2 separate regions of the Mus musculus genome follow, and region 2 is linked to region 1. Evidence: chromatin contacts called from public Hi-C data. All regions are on one chromosome and are shown on one strand. The core of a region is the stretch at or near the end of the contact, and the rest is flanking DNA. Distances in the headings are between cores, read along the strand shown.

What was found. A called contact is a pair of places that touch in the nucleus more often than the background predicts.
Region 2: a Hi-C map of bone marrow-derived macrophages shows a contact between it and region 1, with 71 read pairs. The contact joins the promoter of BC051537 here to the enhancer-like site in region 1. A contact is called at or near these places in 15 of 39 promoter capture datasets (the 3T3-L1 cell line, the HPC-7 cell line, the SN4741 cell line and 10 more), 1 of 15 datasets of contacts at CTCF or cohesin (the NIH/3T3 cell line), 17 of 484 Hi-C or Micro-C datasets (the AML12 cell line, the C2C12 cell line, the G1E-ER4 cell line and 9 more), 11 of 115 datasets of contacts at active chromatin or transcription factors (CD8 T cells, the HPC-7 cell line, bone marrow-derived macrophages and 5 more) and 3 of 9 other capture datasets (adipose tissue, liver and pancreatic islet).

The regions. Positions count from the first base shown.
Region 1 is chr17:34,054,979-34,058,655 of GRCm38.p6, forward strand. Col11a2 (collagen, type XI, alpha 2) reads left to right here. Exons shown (of 65, transcript NM_001317722.1): 29 at 240-347; 30 at 1,074-1,127; 31 at 1,415-1,468; 32 at 1,567-1,611; 33 at 1,940-1,993; 34 at 2,127-2,171; 35 at 2,273-2,326; 36 at 2,422-2,475; 37 at 2,642-2,695; 38 at 3,072-3,179; 39 at 3,300-3,389; 40 at 3,578-3,631. Among named protein-coding and RNA genes, the nearest start is that of Col11a2, 18 kb to the left of the region's middle. Within about 2 kb of position 2,428, at least 37 of the 459 cell types and tissues checked have an H3K27ac peak or open chromatin away from gene starts, as enhancers often do. A contact at or near this core is called in the HPC-7 cell line, bone marrow-derived macrophages, hematopoietic stem and progenitor cells and 1 more, where this site is marked.
Region 2 is chr17:34,093,636-34,097,348 of GRCm38.p6, forward strand. It overlaps BC051537 (cDNA sequence BC051537), which reads right to left and starts at 1,674. Exons shown (of 5, transcript NR_046183.1): 1 at 1,634-1,674; 2 at 1,349-1,478. H2-Oa (histocompatibility 2, O region alpha locus) reads left to right here. Exons shown (of 5, transcript NM_008206.2): 2 at 198-446; 3 at 673-954; 4 at 1,048-1,183; 5 at 1,368-1,599. The coding sequence ends at 1,371.

The sequences.
Region 1 (3,677 bases), core at 1,178-3,677:
CTCCCTTGAAATGGAAGCTTTCCCTCCATTGCCCCGCCCCCTTTAGAGCTGGGCCCCAGGGAGATGGCAGCCTTAGCCAGCCACAGTGCTCCCCCCAGTCACTGTCTCTGTGCATCTCTGCTGTCCTGCAGTGTCTTCTCAGACACCTGCCAATCCCAGCCGGCCTTGCTGGGGCCCACCTCTCTACAGAGGGCCTAGACCCATCTCTCCCTAACACTCACCTCCCACTTTCCTCTCAGGGCGAGGTTGGAGTCCCTGGTTCCAGGGGCGAAGACGGCCCTGAAGGGCCAAAAGGGCGCACTGGACCTACAGGAGACCCTGGACCCACTGGGCTCATGGGCGAGAAGGTGATGATGGGAAAGAGTGCCTTGTTACTTGGCACACTGGGTGCCAACTAGAAGTCGGTGCTTGATCAAGGATAGCTGTGAATTAACTGTGCCTCTCTACGCACGGTATCTGCTGGGTGCCAGTGGCCTGAGGTGGCGCATAGGAGGTCAAGAAAAATGATCAGTGTGGCAGGCACAGGGAGGACACGGGGGCTAGGGATGCGAGCTGGGGTGAGAATGTGGGGAGGGGACTCGAGGAGGAAGGGAGGGCGTGGCCCTGTCCTGTCAGTTCTACGGGTAGCCCCATGACAGTCAGCTTCCTAGATGAGGCTTTTTGCAGCTGTGGGGGGGGGGCGGGGGCAGGATTAGGATGATTTTGAACCCCAGTGAAGGGCAGAGCCAGGCTATGAGCTACAGAACCCTGTTTCCTACGACAGCGCTGCATCCTCCCGGGCAAGACAGTGCCTGGAGCACTAGGAGGGAAGGATCTCGGGGAGGAGCTGGGCTGGTGCTCCCCCTCAGGGAGAGAGGTCTGGCTGGGTAGTACAGTGGTGGGTGCTGGGGGAGGTGGGCCTGGAGATGGAGCAGGAGTGGCTGAGGAGACAGAGGAACTGAGGTGCAGAATTGGGCTTGGGGGACTTGTGGGACACCGAAGGAGCCAGGAAGTCGGCGGGGCTTCTGCGGGGAGTATTGCTGCTAGATGTCTGTGGCCCCTGTCTTTCCTGATTGCATTCTGTCCTTCCACAGGGCAAGCTAGGTGTTCCTGGTCTGCCTGGCTATCCTGGACGCCAGGGCCCCAAGGTGCTGTGTTGCTCCTCATTGCCTCTTCCTTGACCTCTGACCCCAGGAACCATATATGGGTGGGATTCCCTAGGGAGGTTTTAGCTGACTGACTCCCATTGAATAGATGAGAAATAGAGGCCTGTGGGTGGTAGGGCTCTTCCTAAGGCAACCTGTTTGTTGGCAGGGTCCAGCACCATTGCTGTCTTGATGGCCTCTTCCACCCCCAACCCCACCCCCCACCCCTGCTTTGGCCTTTCCCAGGCTCCTCCCCCCCTTACCCCTCTTTCTTTCTCCAATCTGTCCAGGGATCTCTGGGTTTCCCTGGTTTTCCTGGAGCCAGTGGAGAGAAGGGAGCTCGGGTAAGCGGGGGAGGGGGAAGGATGCACAGGGAGGAACCAGAGGGGCCACTGTGGGAGTCTTGCCTTGTATAATGCTTGCTTGACTTTATTCCCACCAGGGCCTGTCTGGGAAATCAGGACCTCGGGGAGAACGGGGCCCCACGGTGAGTGCTATGGGCTAACACCTGTTACCTAGTGGCTCAAAATCTAAGAGGTGGGCTGGATGGTAGCTCAGTTGGTAGTGTCCTGCACAGGGTGAACAAGCCCTGGGTTCATCCCCAGTCCTGCACAGGGTGAACAAGCCCTGGGTTCATCCCCAGTCCCACACAGTGTGAACAGCCCTGGGTTCATCCCTAGTACTCCATCAGTTGAGTGTGACAAGGTAGAATCAGGTAGAAGCAAGACGATCAGATGTTCAAGATCACCCTCAGTGACATGGTGAGCTCCTCCAGACTCAAGGATGTTTCTGACATCTGCCTTCTGTCTACCTAGGGTCCAAGGGGTCAGCGGGGACCTCGAGGTGCCACTGGGAAATCTGGAGCTAAGGTGAGTGGACTCTGCAAGGTTGAATCTGTCTCCTGATGCGGAGCCTCCACACCCCTCCCCTCCACACTCTGCCTCTTCCTTGGGGATGCCTGATAAACACCCGAATCACTCCCTGACTTTGTCTCCCTCGCAGGGAACATCAGGTGGTGACGGTCCCCACGGGCCACCCGGAGAGAGGGTGAGTGTGGCTTAAAGGCTCTGTTCCCGTGTTCCCTGGGGAAGAAACATGTGTTCCTCTTTCCAGAACCTGTCTTCCACTCATCCCATCTCTGTCTCTAGGGTCTTCCTGGACCTCAAGGCCCCAATGGATTTCCTGGCCCCAAAGGCCCTCCGGTAAGGTGACCGTTAACTTGTGACCCACATCACTTCCTTCTCCCTCATTCGTCTTCTGTGTCAAGAGTCTCTCTGACCCCAAACTTCCCTTCCAGGGCCCTGCAGGGAAGGATGGGCTGCCGGGACACCCCGGCCAGAGAGGAGAAGTGGTGAGTGATCCAGGGGTGTGTGTGTGGGGGGGGGGGGGGCTTGGATCTTGCTGAGTCAGCCGCCTTGGTGCTGTGCTTCCTCTGGGAGCCTAGAACTTGGGGCCTGCCCCACTGTCTCCCACACTTGTCCTATCTGGCTGTGACGTCACTCTGGCTTTCCCCTCAGGGATTCCAAGGAAAGACCGGCCCACCAGGCCCGCCCGGAGTGGTGGGACCTCAGGTATGTTTCCCCTAGGAGAGAATGCACCCCAGACTGGAGTTCGGGCCTCCTCTCCCAGTAACTCAGCTCTGACACCTGTTTGCCTGGGCAGAGACCCCGAATTTCAGCTCTTTCCCAGGTGTCTCTCTCTGTGTCTCTGTCTCTCTGTGTCTCTGTATCTGTCTCTCTCTCTCTCTTTGAGACATTTCCTGGCTGTGACACAAGGTGGCGTGGCCACTCCACACCAGGGATGGGAAGCCCCAGTGGCAGCCAGGAGAGCATCAACAATTTCCCCTTGGCTTTTGGGCAAACTACTGGGCTCTCGATTGGCACTTTGGGGGATGCAGAGTGGGGTCTCGGGGCAGATGGAGCTGAGTTTAGACTGTGATTTTCCCAGGGAACAGCTGGAGAAAGTGGTCCCATGGGAGAGAGAGGTCACTCTGGCCCCCCAGGACCTCCTGGAGAGCAAGGATTGCCTGGAACATCTGGGAAAGAAGGGACCAAGGTCAGTGAGGGCTGGTGGAGAGGAGCTGGGGAGGGGGGCTGCAAGGCATGGGCCAGTGTGGCTCTGAGGGGCCAGAATCTCTGCTCAAGTTATGACTTGACACCCCTCCTTTCATTTCAGGGTGACCCTGGTCCTCCTGGGGCCCCAGGGAAGGATGGTCCTGCTGGTCTGAGAGGCTTCCCAGGAGAGCGAGGCCTTCCAGGCACTGCTGTGAGTGTGACCCCCAAAGCTAACAGCCTATGAATATGGTCACTCATCACCTGGTCCCCTTGATATTATACCCCGCTTTGGGGGCCTACATCTCCCCAAAGCCCACACTTCCCAGGATGTCTTTTGGGGCCCCATGCCTGTGAAGGCTTGCCTTCTCACTCACCACTTACCCTAAATCTGGTTCATAGGGTGGACCCGGCTTGAAAGGAAATGAAGGTCCAGCTGGCCCTCCTGGCCCTGCAGTGAGTCTGGAGTTCCCGGGAGACAGTGGGCAGGAACCAGGAAAGG
Region 2 (3,713 bases), core at 424-2,923, 38 kb after region 1:
TGCTTTGTCAGCTCCACCCATGCATGCAGTGGCCACGCCCCCTCTGCCCTCCCCCTTTCGTGTCTCTGGAACTTTTCAAGGGGCTGCTATGGCTTTGCAGGGCTGTCCTCACCCCACAGCCCAGGATGAGACCAGGCTGAGACTCAGAAGCTGAGACATGCTTCTCTCAGCTCCCATCCTTCCCTCACCCAATACAGCCGACCACATGGGCTCCTATGGACCGGCCTTCTACCAATCTTACGACGCTTCTGGACAGTTCACACACGAATTTGACGGGGAACAAATTTTCTCCGTGGATCTGAAGAACGAGGAGGTCGTGTGGCGTCTGCCTGAGTTTGGAGACTTCGCCCACTCGGACTTTCAGAGTGGGCTGATGAGCATTTCCATGATCAAAGCTCATCTGGACATCTTGGTGGAACGCTCCAACCGAACCAGAGCTGTCAGCGGTACCTGGCCCTCCCTCCACCCCACCTAACTAGGCAGGGAAGGTGATGGACAGAATCCCCAACCCCTCTTCAGAATCCTGCCCTCCCCTCCCCTCCTGCCCCAGGAAGATCCCAGAACGTTTCTGCAGGTGGCCACACGGGAGGAAGTATCCCTTAATCTCGGCTCTAGTAAGACCAAGAGCTGTGAGGGACGGGACTTTGGGATTTAGGTTCTCATTCCTCCTAGTGCCTCCCAGAGTGACCGTTCTCCCCAAGACTCGTGTGGAGCTCGGAAAGCCCAACGTCCTCATCTGCATCGTGGATGATATCTTCCCGCCTGTGATCAATGTCACCTGGCTGCGCAACAGCCAGCCCATCACTAAGGGAGTGGCCCAGACCAGCTTCTACTCTCAGCCTAACCACAGGTTCCGGAAGTTCCACTACCTGACCTTCGTGCCCTCTGCGGAGGATGTGTACGACTGCAAGGTGGAACACTGGGGCCTGGATACACCGCTCCTCCAGCACTGGGGTAGGGAGCACCCTGCCCCAGCCTGTTCACGTCTGTGTCTCCACTACTCCAGATCCCTTCCTGTGTCCTCTGACCCTTGCTTTCTTTCCTTAGAGCCCCAAGTGCTTACCCCACCACCGGACACCATAGAGACCCTGATCTGTGGCCTGGGCCTGGTTCTCGGCCTTATGGGCTGCCTCCTGGGCACCGTGCTCATGATCACAGGCACACGCAGGCCCAGTATCCGCAGGTGCAGAAGCCCCGGGAGTCTGTGGGCAAAGGGAGGAAGGCGTGGAGAGTAGATGGGGGACGCCGGGGGTGGGGGTTGGGGGTGGAGGAGACAGAGGAAGGGGGAGGAGCTAGAAAAGCGGGAATTTGGAGAAGTGGGTGTGCGAATGTGAATGGCTTCGGTCACCTGGGTTTCGCGACTTTAGGTAACTTCTCTTCTGAGAAACCCTTGAGAGATGATTCCTGGCGGACTTCTGGAAGCTTCTGCGTGCTCAGCGGCAGCCTGTGACAGTGTTGACCTCGAGTGGCATCAACCTCTGTTCACCAAATCCCAGGAGAACATTGTGGGCGCAGTCTCCTGCCCTGGTACCCCATTTCACTCACAGCTCCAGTGCCATCCACAGCTCTGGCAGCCGCACTAAATTCTCTTAAGAGTCCTTGCGTGTGTCCTTTTCACGGGGTCAGTACTTACAGGTCAGGGACGCCTGAGCATCAAGAGGAGTTCTGGGTGGTGACCACCCAGCGGGGCCACATTAGTAAATGTTTTTATGCCATCTCACCTGTGCCTTGTTGACCCATAGTGTGGTACGATTCAGGCTTCAAGGAAATGGGCACAGAGTATCCAATTATTGCAACTCCCCCAATCAAGGGCTTTTGTAGGGCAGCAGGGAGGAAGTCTCACAGGGACTCTGCTCCTACTTGAACACCACCTCTCTTTTGGACATTTCCTGGCATCCTGTGACTGACAGACAGCTGCCTAAGACGCAGCATGGCCACTTCCTTCAGTGGTGTGGATCACATTAGGCACTGGCAGGAGAACCCTGAGGTCTGAGTTGGACCAAAACTGCTTTCTGAAGAAACTGGGTTTGTTGTTTTTCAATGCATCAAAGTTAATTAAGATAAGTAGAGCCAAAACGGTGGTGTGACCTGTAAGTTTGGTCCTGGGAAAGAACTGGCTGGCAAAGACTTCTCGGACTTCCTGGGAGAGAGTAAAACTGGTAGAAGCCAACCACAAAATGTTGGGTCTGGGAAAAGGTGTCAAAGGCTTTGTTTGCCAGCAACGGCAACGTCTTCCTGGTACACCAAGGACACACTACTACCATAAAGGCTCGGGGTGGTACATACAACCTGGGGGGGGGGTGGGGGTTGGTCTTGTCTCCTGGGAACACATTCGGAGCAAGGCAGAAGAACCCAGCTCATCTTCTTGCTGGGCCGCAGGGCCTGCATATTAGCTGCAGTCCTCCGCGCACTGACTTCCCTGGCTGATCTCTCCCAGCTCTTGAGCTCCTATTGCATCTGTTGATGCACACCACGCCCCCGGGGACTGTCTCCCAGTCACACTTTCAAATCCTTGGAAAAACCGAACAGAACAGCTAGCTAAAGCTGGGTGGGCATCCATGCCGGTCCGATGTATTCAGAGCAGGGGATAAGATCGCACAACCACTGAGCTGCTACCTGAGGCGAGGGGTTAGGTTCAGTAAGGACAGCCCAGCTCTTGGTAGATATCACAGTTTGCCACTACCCTTGCCCAACTTGTCATGCATTCACACTTAGCTACCCAGCCATCAGAGACTGCTTCTCCTTAGGGTTCCAACCCTCCCCATCCTACTTTCCTACAGATAACAATCTGTGCTTTCCTACAGATAACAATCAGGTCACCTCTCTCGCGTAATGACAGCAAACCTCCCCCTCTACCCTCCAGCCAACCCTCCAGTATCCAATCAGTTTCCCTGAGATTTCCATGCTGGCCTCCTCAGATCCCTCCATGAATAGCCTAAGAGTCAAAAGAGCTCTACAGGACCCATGACCAAGCCCTTCCCTTACCTTGGCCTCACCCTCAAGGACAATTGCTTTCAACTGTCCTAACAGACCCTGAAGTGTGATTCATCGTGGATTGCTCCCTCCCACATTTATGGTGTTGGCAGCTTGATCATCAGTGCTGGTGATGTTGGGGTTCAGGGACCTTTAAGATATGAGGTCAAGGGGAGGTTCTGAGGTCACTGGGGACATTGCCCTGGGGAGGGATTAAGGCAGCTCTGGTTAGCTAGTTGTAAGAGACAGCCTGATCCCCAACTGCCCTGTGGCTTCCTGTCTGGCAATGCCCTCTCCTCCTGCCACATCCTCCTTCCATGGGGGTATCCCCATACTTCAGGTCCTCCCCAGAGCCTGGCATCGTGCTCTTGACTCTCCAGAACCACGTACTAAATAAATCTTTTAAAGGTTAAAAAAAAAAAAAAACATTTTGTTAGTGGAAAGAGGACTACAGCAGTTAACAATAACCTCTCATCCACACCACACGGGATGGATTGCTACATCTTGATAGATTTGTTTTTGTTTTCAAACTGGGCCCTAGTATGAAGCCTGGTTGTTCTGGAACTTGCTATTTAGGCTAGGCTGGCCTCGAACTCCCAGGGACCCGTCAGTCTCCACTGGGATCAGAGGCATATCTCAATGTTGGTCTTTAAGTTTTCCTTTTTCTCCTGCCACTGTGGCAGAGGAGGAGCTGGGTTTCTGAAGAGGAGCTGGGGTTCTGCTTTGCTTTTTCCATGGTG